3 separate regions of the Sus scrofa genome follow, and all the other regions are linked to region 1. Evidence: chromatin contacts called from public Hi-C data. All regions are on one chromosome and are shown on one strand. Each heading gives the region's core, a stretch centred on a gene start, on an enhancer-like site or on the middle of the called end of the contact. The rest is flanking DNA. Distances are from core to core; before and after follow the strand shown.

Region 1 (4,661 bases), core at 1,556-4,055:
AGTTAGTGGGAAGGCCCGGAGCAAGAAAAGCAAGAAACAGGAGCTGCGAGGCTGCTGCACTCACTGTGGACTGAAATCAAAGCCCATGGCTACAGTCCACTGTGTGTGGATTTGAGGGCGCTAGAAAGAGGCTCCCTGCAGCCAGTGGTGCTGGGCTACCCTCCTACACGCAGGTCTCAACACATCCCCTTCCTGAGACTTCAGTCCAGTGCGAATCTCCATCATCAGGGTAGCCTCCAGCTTCTCTTTTCTTACCTGGCTGAGTTGGGCTCCAATTCACTTGGGGAGGCTGGGGTGTAAACATGAGGCTGCTCAGATGTGGCCGTAATGGTAACAGTGGCCATACAGCTCGAAGGGTTTGTCATCCTGAAAGAAGTACATGGATGGGCAAGTGTGTCAACACCTGCTGTTTTCCAGGGTCAAAGAGGGATTTCAAGGGCTAATCCCGAGACTGCCACTTCAAGGAGTTTTTAAAAATGCTAATTTATGTTGAAAAAATCCGTGAAAAGCACTGAGCTTTTGTTCTTTGAGGCTCCTGAGATCAATGGGTAGAGGAACTCATTTTACAGATGACAAAACCCAGGCTATGTGACACAAGTCACACCGTAAGTCAGGGGCAAGACCCCAACCTTCCAGCATGCCCAGAACTACTCCTGCAGCCAAGAGCCCGGGCCTGTGACTCAATTAGTTAGAGCAGAACTATGGGGCTACTGGAGACTCAACAGATACAGTCTTGCTTACTACCTCAATCAATGGGACAGCCCCTTCCTGGAATGAGCTGCCCACCCCATTCTCCAGCGGAAGAAACGAATTTAGGTATAACCAAGAAAGAAATTTAGATACACCTCATTCTGGAAGTTACTTGTCCTAAGTGGAGGCAAGAAACTGACAGGTATAAAGGTTTTTCTGAATCTCCACCCATTGGTGTAACACACCGCCCATCACTGACTCTTCTGCATTTGTGCCATTCACCTCCTATCATCCCTCTGTCCAGCAGCCTCAGCCCGGCTCTGTCCTGGGTTAGTTTTGGCTTCTCGTCAAAACACTGCCAATCAGATCATGTTCTGGAAGTGGCTACATCCACCTGGCTGAGGCTTGGGTATCACTCTTTGGCCAGAGAATCAAGTGCACCTGCCCAACTGCCCCGCCTCATCTTCGCAGTCTGTCACAAGTACGTGGCCTCTCTCGTACCCTTGGACATGTCACCACTCTCTCATGTGTGAAGCCCTTTCAGAGTAGCTGCCCTCTCACCCTAGGTTGGGTGAGATACCCTACCAATGTGCCCAGTCACCCTGGCCTATTCCTATATCACTCTAGGACACCGGAATGTGCCATGGAGACTGGAGGAGGTGTAGTGGCTGGGATGCGAGGCCCCACAGAAACCTGAAAGACAGATGGGGGCACCAGAAAGGGAGAAGAGAAGTGACTACTGAGCATCCCCTGATCCACACCCAGCACAGGAGCCAAGTGGACAGCAGAGCTGAGGGAACAAGGTAAAAATACATTCCAGGCGGGAGGTGAAATGTTGTGGATGATGGGGCTCCAGACATGCTGCTTCCTTGGCTCTTCCCATATTCTTTGCCCGGCCAGCTCCTCCTTGTGCTTTAGGTCTCAAGTGAACTGTTCCCTCCCCAGCAGAAGACCTTTCCACAACCATGTGAGCATATCAACAATGAAGAGGCAGCAGATATATCAGAATGATAGCAATACAAGGTATGAGCTGACCGTCTCAGTTCTAACTCATAGTTCTCTGGGCACCTTCTCTATGCCAGACTTGGTCTAACATATTTGATGCTGTGGCACCAAAGTGATGCTCAAAGACATCTACTTCTGGGGTACTCATTGCCGGTCAGCTTCAACTGGTCGCTAGTCAGTCACAACTACATAAGGTAACTGGCATGCTCAGTATGTTAAGATTTGTTCTGGGTTGCAACCCCTGAAAAAACGCCCAGCATAGCGCTTACCTGTTGGCCTGGCTGTCCACTTCCAGGAGCTGCTCAGGTTTTCTGGAGCTGCTCTGCTGCTCTGGGGTGCTGGGATCTGCAGGCTGCTGGGTGGGCACAGCTGGGTTTCCCTGGCCATCTCTTAGGGCTCCGGGCCTCCCTTGCCAGGCCTCCTCTCCCTCCTTGGTGACCACGTTCTTCTCACAACCAGCCAAGTCGCTGTGGAAGAACCAGCACCCTTATGGAGCGAGTGCCGTGGGACCAGCCCTGGCTCACCTACTGCAAACTGATACCTGCTTCCGAGGCCTTGGCAGGTTCCTCTCCCAGATGAGGTGGGAGGGGTTGCCAAAGAGGAGTCCACTACGGCCCCCACCTGTGGGACAGTTCCTCTCCTTGTCAGCAGTACCGACAAGAACACATAATGACTTCCAGGAGGTTTTAACACAATCTTCTCCTCGACTGAAACAGTGACATGTCCTTCCCCTGCGTCCTGCTGCCATATCTCCTTTCTTCTAACCTTCCAAGGCGCAGTTCATCTGTCCTCCCTAAAAAGTACCAAGCCACCCTGTCTGTTCCCCAGGCCACAGTGCTCAGAGGGGTCCTGCACGAAAGCCCAGCAGGAGCCCAGCTCTCTGGGAAAGGGTCTCTTACCCCAGCTTCCTTGGCGGACTGGGTGGGGACCGCCTGAAGCGGAGGAGAATGTTCGGCTTCCGACATTCTCAATCGGGCTGTTGACCCTACAAGGCGCGGGGGGGGAGGGGGGAAAGGCCTTGAAAACCCGGACTCCTGACCAAGCCAGGCTAGGGCTGCCCAACCCATTTGTGATCCTCGCGCGCCATCTGCTGGCCTGCACGGGCCAGGCCGAGAATAAGCTCTGCCTAAGCCTAATTTGCTCACAGCAGCCATTTTCTTTATTGACCGTCCCATTTCCCAGCGGTCATTGCGACCCGAGCTCGCCGCTGCGGGAAATGGCGGCCCGCGCAGCCGCACTCGTGTGGGACGCAAGCGCACGTGAGTCCTGGGCACCCACGCACAGGCGCAGAAGTATTGCTGTGGCTGCTTTGTTTATTGCAGTCTTTTTTATTGCGAAGTAGTTGACCTTACGAGGCATAGCACTTTCATTCTTTTTTGAAAACAGAAGAAAAGTCTAGGGTGAGGGTCCTTTGCAGTTCATAAAAAGCACTCAGGATGTACTTTTGACAACCTACCCGCCCCCCAGCCGCCATTCGCGCAGCTCAATCTCATGGCATAGCTACCGCTACACTTCCTATCACTAAGTCTTCCGAGGGAAATGGAGTAGCAGCGGAAGCCAGGGCTCATCACTTAAGGGACCCGTTTAAAGCAAAAAAAAAAAAAAAAAAAAAAAAAAAAAAAAAAAAGTCTTTTCAAACTTCAAACACCCCATCCCCCATCCTGAAGCTTCTCTTCCCCCTGCAACAGGCAAGCTCGGGCAACAAGCCAAGCTGTGTGCACTAGCTCTTCTCATTTCTTCATTCCTTTCTCCCTGTCAACTCTCCACGGAAGCTAATATATTGCTTAGCAATATCCCAAAATATCTGTGCTGAAGGACCTCTCTGTCCCTAGTGTCTAGGACCAATATCTGCCTCCAGGTAGATGAGCTTTGGAGACACCCCAATTGGCTGTTTGGTTTCTGCTTCGTGCCTCACCCAAAATTTAGTCTACAATCACCATAAGATTATATATCAGGGCAAAAAAAAAAATTGTACAGTAGAAAGCGTAGGCTTCATGTTGACCAGGTAACCGCAACTGGTCCCATCTGCCAGAAACACAATTCTGATAAAAATATAAAGTGTGGCAAAGAGGAGCACCAATTTTATATAAACCAATGAGTTTTGTATTTGTGTTTATACCTGACTCATGGCTGAAGATTTAGAATTAAACCCTAAGATCTCTGTTCAAGTCTGTCTCCATGTTTATGTACAGATGTATATTATGTATGTGTAAAATTTTTTACCTCAGGATAGGATTACCAACTTAACTTAAAAAATCCCTTATCCTCTACTTCAACGGACTTAGACATAAAATCACTTCTTATCTGGAGGACTGGTATACTTCCTAGCTCTTCTCCCTACCTGCACCCTGCCCACTTCCAGTCCATTCTTTTCATCACCATCACAGAGAGAACTCTAAAGTACAAATCTGACCATATCAATGCACTGCTTAAAACTTTTCCAATATTTCCCATTGTGGCTCAGTGGTAACAAACCAGACTAGTATCCATGAGGATGCAGGTTAAATCCCTAGCCTTTCTCAGTGAGTTAAGGATCCAGTATTGCTGTGAGCTTTGGTGTAGGTTGCAGATGCAGCTCAGCTCTGGCGAGGCTGTGGCTGTGGCAATGTCCACTGATGGATAAATGGATAAACACAATGTAGTATGTCCAGATTATGAAATATTATTCAATCTTAAAAAAGAATAAAATTCTGGTGCATGTTACAACATGGATGAACCATCAAGATATTATGCTAATCGAAAGATGCCAGTTACAAAAAGACAAATACTGCACGGTTCCACTTATATGAAGTTGTTGTTTCATGTGGACAGGGTTCGGCTTTCGCAAGGTAGAAACAGTTCTGGAGATTGGTTGCACAACACTGTGAACATACTTAATGCCACTAAAGTGCACACTTAAAAATGGTTAGGATGGTAATTTTTATGTTATACGTATTTTAAAATTTAAAAACAGGAGTTCCCATCGT
Region 2 (4,661 bases), core at 1,111-3,610, 1.1 Mb before region 1:
TCCTGCTCTGGCTCTTTCCGTGGACCATCCTCGCCACACTTTTCATGCTGTGATGCTCCGGGGCTCCTTTCTGGGATCTCATCTTTTCTCTAACTACAGCTACTCCAGCGCTAATTCCATCCAGACTCCCAGCTTTAACCCCCATGCATCAAACTCAGCATCTCAGGCTGGACATCTAATCCTCCTCTCAAAACTCACCTCTCCAGAACTGCACTGCTCACAGTCCCCAGAAGCCGGCTCCACCCACAGCCTCCCTTATTATTAGGTGACAGCACGTCCACCCTCCGGTCAGCAGGACACAACCTGGGAGTCCTTCTTGAGTCCTCTCTGGCCCTCAGGGCTCACGTCTAATCCATTGGGAAATCCCGTCAAAAGGTATCTTAGAATCTATTTGAGGACACTAAGCAATTAATGTTAACTTATTTTAGGTGTGATACTTGGTACTGTGGTTGTTTCTTTCAAAGTCCATTCTTAGAGATGCATCCTGAAACATTTACAGCGAAATTATAAGGTGCCTGGAATTTGGTTCAAGGTAATGGGGGACCTGCTCGGTATGTACCTGAGAAAAATGAAAACACAGGTCCACGTGAGACTGCTCTTAGCGGCCAAAGGGTGGAAATGACCTACATGTCCATCGACTGATGAATAAACACAATCTAGTACATTCCTACCCTACCATGTTAATAATATTGAGCAGGAGTGGCGCAGTGGTTAACGAATCCGACTAGGAACCATGAGGTTGCGGGTTCGATCCCTGCCCTTGCTCAGTGGGTTAACGATCCGGCGTTGCCCTGAGCTGTGGTGTAGGTTGCAGACACGGCTCAGATCCCACATTGCTGTGGCTCTGGTGTAGGCCGGCGGCTACAGCTCTGATTGGACCCCTAGCCTGGGAACCTCCATATGCCCGGGAGCGGTCCAAGAAATGGCAAAAAGACAAAAAAAAAAAAAAAAAAAAAAAAAAAAAAAAAAACACTGAGCAACACAGAGAAACAGCTCACAAGAAACCACATATTATGAGTCCATTTATGTGAACTATCCAGAATAGGCAAACATAGAGAGATGGAAAGACTAATAGATGCTTAGAACTGAAGTAGATAAGGTGATGGGTTGATGAAAATGTTCGAGAATGAATGGTGATGGTTGTGCAGGTGTGTGAATATACTGAAAAGCAGTGAATTGTTCACTTTCAATGGGTGAATTGTGTGGTATGTGAATTATATGTCAATAAAGCTATTTTTGAAAATAAGAGATTATGAGGGGTATAAATTAAGCAAAGGTAGCAACAGGTTGATAACTGTTGACGCTGGGAGGTGGGTACCTTGGGTTTATACTATCCTTTCTACTTTTGCACATCTTTGGTATTTTTCACAATAAAACGATCCGAGCCCCATCATCTCTCACCTGGATAACTGCAATAACCTCCTAGCAGATCACCTTGCTCCAACCCTTGCCCCCTACGTACAGTCTGTTCTACCCACCGCGCCAGAACAATCAGACCAAAAGGTAATTCCTACCACGTCTCTCCTCTATCCAGATCCCTACCATAGTTCCTCATGGCCCTCCGCCAAAAAGCCACAACCCGTACAACAAGATAGTAGGCCGTGCACTATCTGGTCCCCCATTGCTTCCTCTCTAACTATTCCCCCCTCGCTCACTCTATTCCAGGTATAGTGGCCTCCTTATGGCCCATTCATCCTCAAGTCACAGAACTGATATGAGGTCCGGCAGACATTAACCGTTGTGCAAAGTGAGCAAAATGAAGCGCATGAGGAAAGATGCTTAGCTGTCAAATTACCCTTGAGGCTTTTTTAAAGAACTTAACAACTTCAAATGTAGTCAAGTTCGATGAACAGAAAATGTCTCCGAAGTAGAATAGTCATCCACGAACTAGGGGTGTGGTCAGACTCCGCCGCGGCAGAGGAAGGAGAGGCGAAAACTGCCCCGCTCGTCGCCAGAGTAACCTGGGTCCTGAATTGGCCAGCCTCGGCGGGTGATCTAGAAGCGGGCGGCAGAACCGGGCCGGGGCCCAATAGGAGGGGAAAGCCTGGTCGTCCAGGGGGGGTCTCGGAGGTGGCGGAACGCCCACCAATAGTACCCTATCTTCGGAGAAGAGGACCACACCTGTCAGCAGAGTCGGTCCGACGTGAGAAGGGCGGGAGCGGCGGGTCCCGAGCGCTCCTCGGACCCCGGCGCTCGGAGAAAGTTCGGGTTCCGCGGTCGCCCTTCCCTTCTCGGGCTGCCAAATTCCCATTTCCTGCTTCCGGTGTCGTAGCTGTGGGATCCGGAAGTAAAACACTCACACTCCGCCCCCACCCCGCCCCCAGCAGGCCCGCGAGAGGCGCGAGGGAGACTTGTCCCCAGACGGAAGCCCGAGCGTACCAGGCTCGGCTGGCCCGTAGGACACTCTTCAATAATATGCGTCGCGACCCGCATTTCCCCTTGTCTCTCCGGCGGCGGCATCCAGCGAGCGGCAGGTCGGCTGCCCCGCCCCCACTAGGGGAGGAGCCACGACGAGGCTATCATGTGATAGGGCCAGTTTGATCGGAGTCGACGACCCGTCCAGTGAGGGGGCGAGGCTAAAGAGGGCCCCGCCTACAAGTGGGGTCGAGGGGCGTGACCACGCTGCCGGCGGAAGTGGAGCCCTTCTTGAGGGCGCAGGACAACCCCGGGCTGACGAGAAAGCCAGACTGTAGGGGCGGGGCCAGGCCAGGGATGGGAACGCGGGCGAGCTGTGGGGAGCTGCACACGGACTCGCGAAGCATCGGGGACACGGCGCAGCGGCGGCGAGGACAGCAGGGGGCCCGCAGCCCGGCGGCCGGCGCAGGTGCTCAAGGGGCGGAGCGGGTCAGGCCGGCAGGCCTCGCGCGGGAGCGGGGGGGGGGGGGTCCCACCGGCCCGAGATGCGCGCGCACCTGCCTCGCCCCGCCTCTCGGGGGAGGGGCACACGGAGGCCCCGCCCGCGCGCCTCGCCTGAGGCTGGTCAGCTCAGACCAGGTGCCCGCCCCCGCCAGTTAAATGGGCAGGCGGGGCGCAGCCCCAGGAAACTGCCGGGAACTCCGGGGCTGCGAGCGCGAAGGGCAGCAGCGGTGAAGCACAGGTAACTGAGTGGGCGAACGCTTTGATTTGCCACGCTTGGGAAGGGGGCAAAATCGAGAGGGTGTTAACTGATCTAACCGTCCCCTGCATACCCCCATTGGGCCCCTGAGGGGACCCCGAGAGGGGCGGGGATTGGCCGGGGTCTCCCAGCGGTGGTGGAGGAGGACTAGATCTACACTGTCAGCTGCTTGATCTAACTTGCTCCAGCTCATTGAGGAGCTTCCGCCTGAATCCTTGGTGAGATGGCCTTAGCAGGTGGTCCGATGTTCCAGCTTGGTGTTACTCCCCCAGAGCTGAGGCCCTCGTTGGAGTCCACTAATGCTTAGAGTAATGTTGTAATGTACACGCTGAAAGAAGGCTGTCTGGAGAGTATGACCAGAGCCAGCAGTTTCTCATCCCCCAACCATCCTGCTCGCAGCCATTCCCACCAAGTGGTTTCAGTAATCAGGCATCAGCTGGACGAGAGCCCAAAGGACTCCTCCAGAAAGGGGCCAGCCAGCTTCTCAGTGCTTTCCGGTTCTCCTGCCTCATCAATAAGTTTTTTTTCCTCCAGAGAGTACCATGGCAGAGCAGGTGGCTCTGAGCCGGACCCAAGTGTGCGGGATCCTGCGGGAAGAGCTGTACCAGGGCGATGCTTTCCATCAGTCGGATACACATATCTTTATCATCATGGGAGCATCGGTGAGTCTCCCCCAGGCCCCACATCTTAAATGCAGCAGACTTAGAGCAGGACATGGCTTAGGTCCCTTCCCTCTCCGTGCCTGGGCTCGCCCACCTGCTTGTTATAGGGCCTCTCCAGCTCTGCTTGGCTGGGCTCTCCCTCCTGCTCTTGCGCCACTATCACCCCAGCACCCCCTGGTGTAGGCGTATTGCAAGGCCTTGCTGAAGTCTGTGTGCAGCCATTGGCTGCAGCCTCATGCCCTGGAGCCCGGAGGTCCGCAGGGGCTGTGTGCTTGGACTTCCTCCTCCGTGGGGAAAAGTGAGAGGCAAACAGGGGAAGCTGTTCATTCTGGGAGTGTGTTTTCCAAACTCGCGTCTGACTTGGTAAACGGCGTGAAGTCAGTTTAGTTCCAGAGGTAGGATCTGAGGTCTGATCTCCACCTTGTGTCTGCCACGTCAGGTTCCGTGAGGACAAACACTCAACTTTGCTTTGAGCAGCATCTCTTTGCCCCAGCTTCTAGGGCCTGCTCAGGAGCTACGACCAGCCCCATTGTCTAGCCAGTGGACCTGCCATTTTGCTCTGATCAGAAAGGCCAAAGAGTAGACACAGAAGGGGGTGGCTCCTCAGAGAGCCATGACCCGCAGCCTAAACTCCCTCTGCATGCCGTGCCGTGCGACCCAAGCTCTCCCATGGGGCAAGACGCAGGCGGCCTGCTGGGGTTTCCTGTGCAAGTGATCTGTGTCCTCTTTTCCCTCTTAACCTTGGATGTGACCAAGAATCTGCTACCCGTGGCATCCACTGCTTTGCGGGTAACTTACTGTATAGACCTTGAGCGAGAGTCCTACCGGAACTCCTTAGCTCTTGACAGGGCAGGCCACTGTCCCTCTGTGCCTTCCACGCTGCT
Region 3 (4,661 bases), core at 1,278-3,777, 1.0 Mb before region 1:
GGACGCAGCGTGTGCCCAGCCCGGGGAGGCCTGAGCCCACGCCCGGCCAGGAGCGTTCTCTTGCCCCGACACGTGGGGGCGCCAAGGCGGTGACCAGCGACCAGGCCCTGAGCTGTCGTGAGGGTGCACGGCCGCCGACCCTGTCGCGCCTGGTCAGGGGGCCCCAGGGACCCGTCCCCTTTTCCTAAAGCTGTCCCCCTGGTCAGCTCCGACCCAAGTCCCCAGCTCCTGCAGCCCCAAGCCTGGGAGCAGCCGCCTGGCAGCTTGGAGCCCTTCTAGCACCTCACCAGCCCAGAGTGGGTTCGCTCTTTCCGTGTGACTCGTGATGAGCCACACCTGGCGGCTCCGTCGGACATCTGCTGCCTCCAGCCTTGCTCCCCGCACAGAGGAGCGGCCACTTTGGAGCCGGGCCTGTCGGGTGGGGAGGCGGCGAGTCTGATCACAGTCACTAGCACGGTGGGTGGCAGCTCCTGCAGTTTGTCCGAGGGCCTGCTTTCTAGACGACCTCTCAATAAACTGGTGGCTCCAGTGGAATGAAGTGCATTCAGTGGGGAGTCGGTGGTGGTGCCATGGGGTGGGACATGTCCCAGAAGCCCAGCCGACCCGCCCCCACACCCTTCGCAGGCCACCTTTGTGTCCAGCCCTGCCACCCACCGGCCCCTCCGAGGCTGAGATGTGACTTGGGCGGTGGGCAGGGGGCTCCCAGGCTGGCACCCTGTAGTCTTGCTCGGGAAAGCTGGTCTTGACCTTTGGGGCTGTGGGAAACTCACTGAGCCCCTTGGATACAGCTCAGGCCTGCACAGATGGGCCAGGGGTTAGAAGCGGCCCAGGTGCCTCCCTCAACAGCAAGTGCGTCCCCCCAGCACTCAAATGCAGATGCCTTTGAAGTCCGGGCCGGTCACATGCGCTGCTTGGCCGTTCTCGCAAATGACAGTTATGTTTCCCTGCGTTGGGTGAGAAGCAGCCAGAAACTGAAGGGTTTGCTGGAAAAGCACATGGGAGCGCAGACATGGTCTAGGGTCAGATGACGGAGACTTGGTGGTTCGGACTTCCTAGATGGGGGGGGGGGGCTGGCACACTGCCAGGCAGCTCGGGCCATGGTAGGGGTGATGGGTTTACGAGTCCCTCCTCCAGGGGTTAAGTACTGCCAGAGCGCGAACAGAGCATCAAGAAATGACAGTATGTGAGGAGGGGGCAGAAGGGGGGGGCGGGACAGCCCAGGAGCAAAGGCCGTGCCACTGATACCGTGAGCCCAGAGGGCCAGGAAGCAGACGTGAGGAGGGCCCAGGTTATTGCCTGGGAGTCGGTGATCTGAGAAGCTGAAACCCATGACCCTGAACCAAAAGCTTTATGTATCTTCATTGGCTAATAGACTTTGTTTTTTAGGATCACAGCAAAGTTGAGCAGAAAGTACAGTTCCCAGGAGTTCCCATCGTGGAATCAGAGCTATAGCTGCTGGCCTACACCACAGCCACAGCAACACCGGATCCTTAACCCACTGAGGGAGGCCAGGGATCGAACCCACATCCTCATGGATACTAGTCAGATTTGTTTCCGCTGAGCCATGACGGGAACTCCTAAAATGCATTTAAATAAGTCAAAATTTAAAATATGTTTTTGGAGTTCCTTAGTGGCCTGTTGATTCGGCATTGTCATTGTGGTGTGGATTTGATCCTTGGCCCGGGATATCTGCATGCCTCAGGTGCAGCAAAAAAAATATGTGTGTGTGTGTGTGTATGAAATGTTTTTATTTACATTATGAATTATTATTTGAAAATTACATAAAATAAAGGTGCTCTGGGGTCTTTTTGGACATTCTCAACTTTGTGCTTTAGGCACCTCCTGGGTGTAAGTACTTGCAACTTTGGGCACCACTGGCCTCCATCACAGCCCAGACAAGAGGTTCTTCCAGAGCAGTGGGTGGCCACTGTCCCGCCGCCTGAGTGACTGCAGTTGCCCAGCAGCCTTTGGAAACATGCAAATCCCCTTCGATTCTACACTTGCTTACTCTCTTCTCGCAGCCATGTTCTACACCCTCACTGCCTTTGTGTCCTTCCTCACACCATCTGTTTACAGCCTTTTCCGTGAAGCCTCCAGACCTTCTTGGTGGCCCCAAATAGTTTTGACACAGCGTGGAATAGGCACTCGGTCAATGCTTCAACGAAGGAAGGTGGAACCAGGCCGAGCTTGGGTTCCGGAGTCCAGGTCGGATGGACCCAGCCCTCGGGCCACAGGGCTGGGTGCCCAGAGCAGGAATTGGGGCGAAACCCTGAACCCAGGCTCCTGCCACCAGCAACAGCCCCCGGGCATCCCAGCCCGGCTAACGGCTAAACCCATGCCCCACCGCCCCCAGAGGTCGCAGCGTGTTTGGGAATGACTGGGGTGCCCACCCAAAGCGAGTCGCCCCGGCGGCGACCACAGACGACTGAGACCCGAGGCTCGGCTGCCACATGAGACCACGCCCAGTTCCCACCAACCGCGCCCCGGAAGATGGCTGGGCCGGCGCGCGCACGCAACCCCGTCGCTTCCAGATACGTCACATCCGGTCGGGACCCGCCCCGGCTTCGGGAGGTGAGGGGGCCGCCGCGGGGTAGGCGGGGCGGGCGCGCGGGGCGGGGCTTCGTCGGGCTGGGGGCGGGGCCCCAGAGGGCCGAGCTCGCGGGCGTCCGCCGGCCCGGCAGGCGCCGGGGCCGAGCTTCGCGGCCGCGGAGGCAGGTGAGAGCCTCGGGCCGGGAAGGGCGGGCGGAAGGCGGATTCTGCTCCCGGCCGGGCTCCGTGTTCGCCCGCTCGGGCGGCCGGGCCCCGCGGGGAAGGGCCACCGCCGCGCGTCCGTGAGGCCTGGCGTGGCCGCGGGGCTTGGGAGTGGCTTGAGGGACCCCGGGACCGGCCGGGCGGGTCGCCGGCCTGCCGGCTTCGGGGCGGCAGCGTGCTCCTCCCTCGCTCCCTCCTCGGTTCTTGCCTGAGCCCTGATCGCGCCCGGAAAACTTCTGGACTCCCAGGTAGGGAGGAGCCCCGGCTGCGCACTGCCAGCTGCCCTGCCACCGAACACTCGGCCCGTGTAGAAAAAGCGGCCGGCCTGGGGTTCTCTCCCCTGCCTTGGGGTGCATCTCCTCAGACTCTCCAGCGCCTCAAGCAGAAACGTTGGGGATCTGGGCCAGACCCTTCACGCAGTGACTCAGTGACTCAAAACGGCCAGCCGTACTGGAAGGACAGGGTGGATGGCCCTTAGTCTCCTCTCCCTTCTGCACTTGTTCCCACCCGCCCGGCGCCTCAGCCCCGGGCGCCTTCGTCTTTTCCCGTGACTCCCTCCACTTTACTTCTCCTACTCCCTGTGGTTCTCGCGCCTCCCTCTGCGGCGGTGGGTCGCAAGGCTGGATCAAGGCCTCCAGGGTAAGTGACCCAGACTCCAAACCGGGCGAGGCCATGGCCTCCCAGGGTGGTAGACGGGGACTTCCTCAGGGATGAGCCTTTTGCTCGAGCGGCCCTCCACCACCTACTTCCCTGCTGCCCAGTCGCGGCTGAGGGGTGCGGCCGGGGCCCAGCCCGGGTAGGATCTAGAGCAGCAGGGGCCTCTCCCAAGACCAGGAGGGCACAGGGCATGAGTCAGTCAACACTTGTGATGAAAAATCACTGTGTCCTCATCCTGGTTGCCCCAGTTCCTGCAGGTGATGTGACAATAGGGTGCTGGCTGCCCACATTGCGAAGTGAAAGGAGACGAGGCTCCTCCTTGCCCCGAGGCACTAGAAACACTTGGGGTCTCACGGGGAGTTCCAGGCACGGGTAGGGGCACAAATGGGCGTGAGGAGGGGTCCCCGGACCCTGAGCAGAGGCTCTCAGATGTGGCACAGCGGCTCTGGGACTGCCCGGGGAGCGGGAGCTCTGGCAGAAGGAGGAAACTTCTCGGTGGACCTGTGGCCCTAGCCGATCGATCCCTTCCTGTTGCCCCTTCCAGCAGCTTCCCTGAGGAGAGGGGACTCGCGCCCTCGGGGAACCTCCCCATCTCCAGTCTCAGCAGGTGGCATAGGCCAGAGAGCCAAGTGTGGCAGCGCCATTCACGACCACGTGTCGCTGGTGGGCACCGTCCCACTGCCCACACCACCCCGCCTGCTGCTCTCTGCCTGGAAGATGACGCTCAGACGCCCTAACTCCCTCCCATCAGGCCTGTCTGTCAGCCCAGGGCAGTCTTGCTGAGATGTCACCCCGGTTGTGGTACTGCTGTGCCACAGCTGCGTCGTCAGGCAGATGGAGAACAGGCTAATGGTGGCAGGATTGGGGCTGGCTCTCCCATTTCCCTTGGTATCAGGGCATCTCTGAATGGTCACTGCTGGGCAAACCCAGGGAAGGCAGCACACAGCAGCAGCTGAACGGGAACGCTTACCTGTAGGCAGGCCCCCTGGGGGCGGGATGGGGCGCTGGAGGCAGTCGTGACCGGGGAGGGGACAGCCAGTGGCACTAGGTGCTCCCTCCCCCTCCCGAGCTCGCGGCAGGGGCCCTGCTGAGCCTCCCAGCAGTGGGCTTCCAGATGCCCATGCTGCCGGGCCAACAGCGGCTGGCCCTCACCAGCCACCTCCCTATCCCTTCTGTCCACAGGTAGAGCTCTACCATCCAGAAAGGCGGCACAGGGCCAGGCCTCGCCCATGGACCCTGCCCAGGACCACCTG

Evidence for each region. Hi-C and Micro-C count contacts between places; a contact is called where the count stands out from the background.
Region 2: a contact with region 1 is called in a Hi-C map of retroperitoneal adipose tissue, with 2.4 times the contacts expected there. The contact joins the promoter of G6PD here to the enhancer-like site in region 1. A contact is called at or near these places in 1 of 5 promoter capture datasets (liver), 6 of 47 Hi-C or Micro-C datasets (embryonic fibroblasts, mesenteric adipose tissue, omental adipose tissue and 3 more) and 2 of 2 datasets of contacts at active chromatin or transcription factors (alveolar macrophages and skeletal muscle).
Region 3: a Hi-C map of alveolar macrophages shows a contact between it and region 1, with 3 times the contacts expected there. The contact joins the promoter of SLC10A3 here to the enhancer-like site in region 1. A contact is called at or near these places in 1 of 5 promoter capture datasets (liver), 2 of 47 Hi-C or Micro-C datasets (alveolar macrophages and omental adipose tissue) and 1 of 2 datasets of contacts at active chromatin or transcription factors (skeletal muscle).

Annotation. Positions count from the first base shown.
Region 1 is chrX:123,975,750-123,980,410 of Sscrofa11.1, reverse strand. ZNF185 (zinc finger protein 185) reads right to left here. Exons shown (of 22, transcript XM_021079960.1): 18 at 1,965-2,162. Among named protein-coding and RNA genes, the nearest start is that of PNMA5, 21 kb to the left of the region's middle. Within about 2 kb of position 2,805, at least 27 of the 83 cell types and tissues checked have an H3K27ac peak or open chromatin away from gene starts, as enhancers often do. A contact at or near this core is called in alveolar macrophages, embryonic fibroblasts, liver and 2 more, where this site is marked.
Region 2 is chrX:125,038,739-125,043,399 of Sscrofa11.1, reverse strand. It overlaps G6PD (glucose-6-phosphate 1-dehydrogenase), which reads left to right and starts at 2,360. Exons shown (of 13, transcript XM_021080744.1): 1 at 2,360-2,824; 2 at 3,650-3,777. The coding sequence starts at 2,713. It also overlaps a transcript of IKBKG not described here.
Region 3 is chrX:125,011,858-125,016,518 of Sscrofa11.1, reverse strand. SLC10A3 (P3 protein) reads left to right here and starts at 2,527. Exons shown (of 2, transcript XM_021080745.1): 1 at 2,527-2,571; 2 at 4,591-4,661. It overlaps FAM3A (protein FAM3A), which reads left to right. Exons shown (of 9, transcript XM_005674051.3): 9 at 1-534.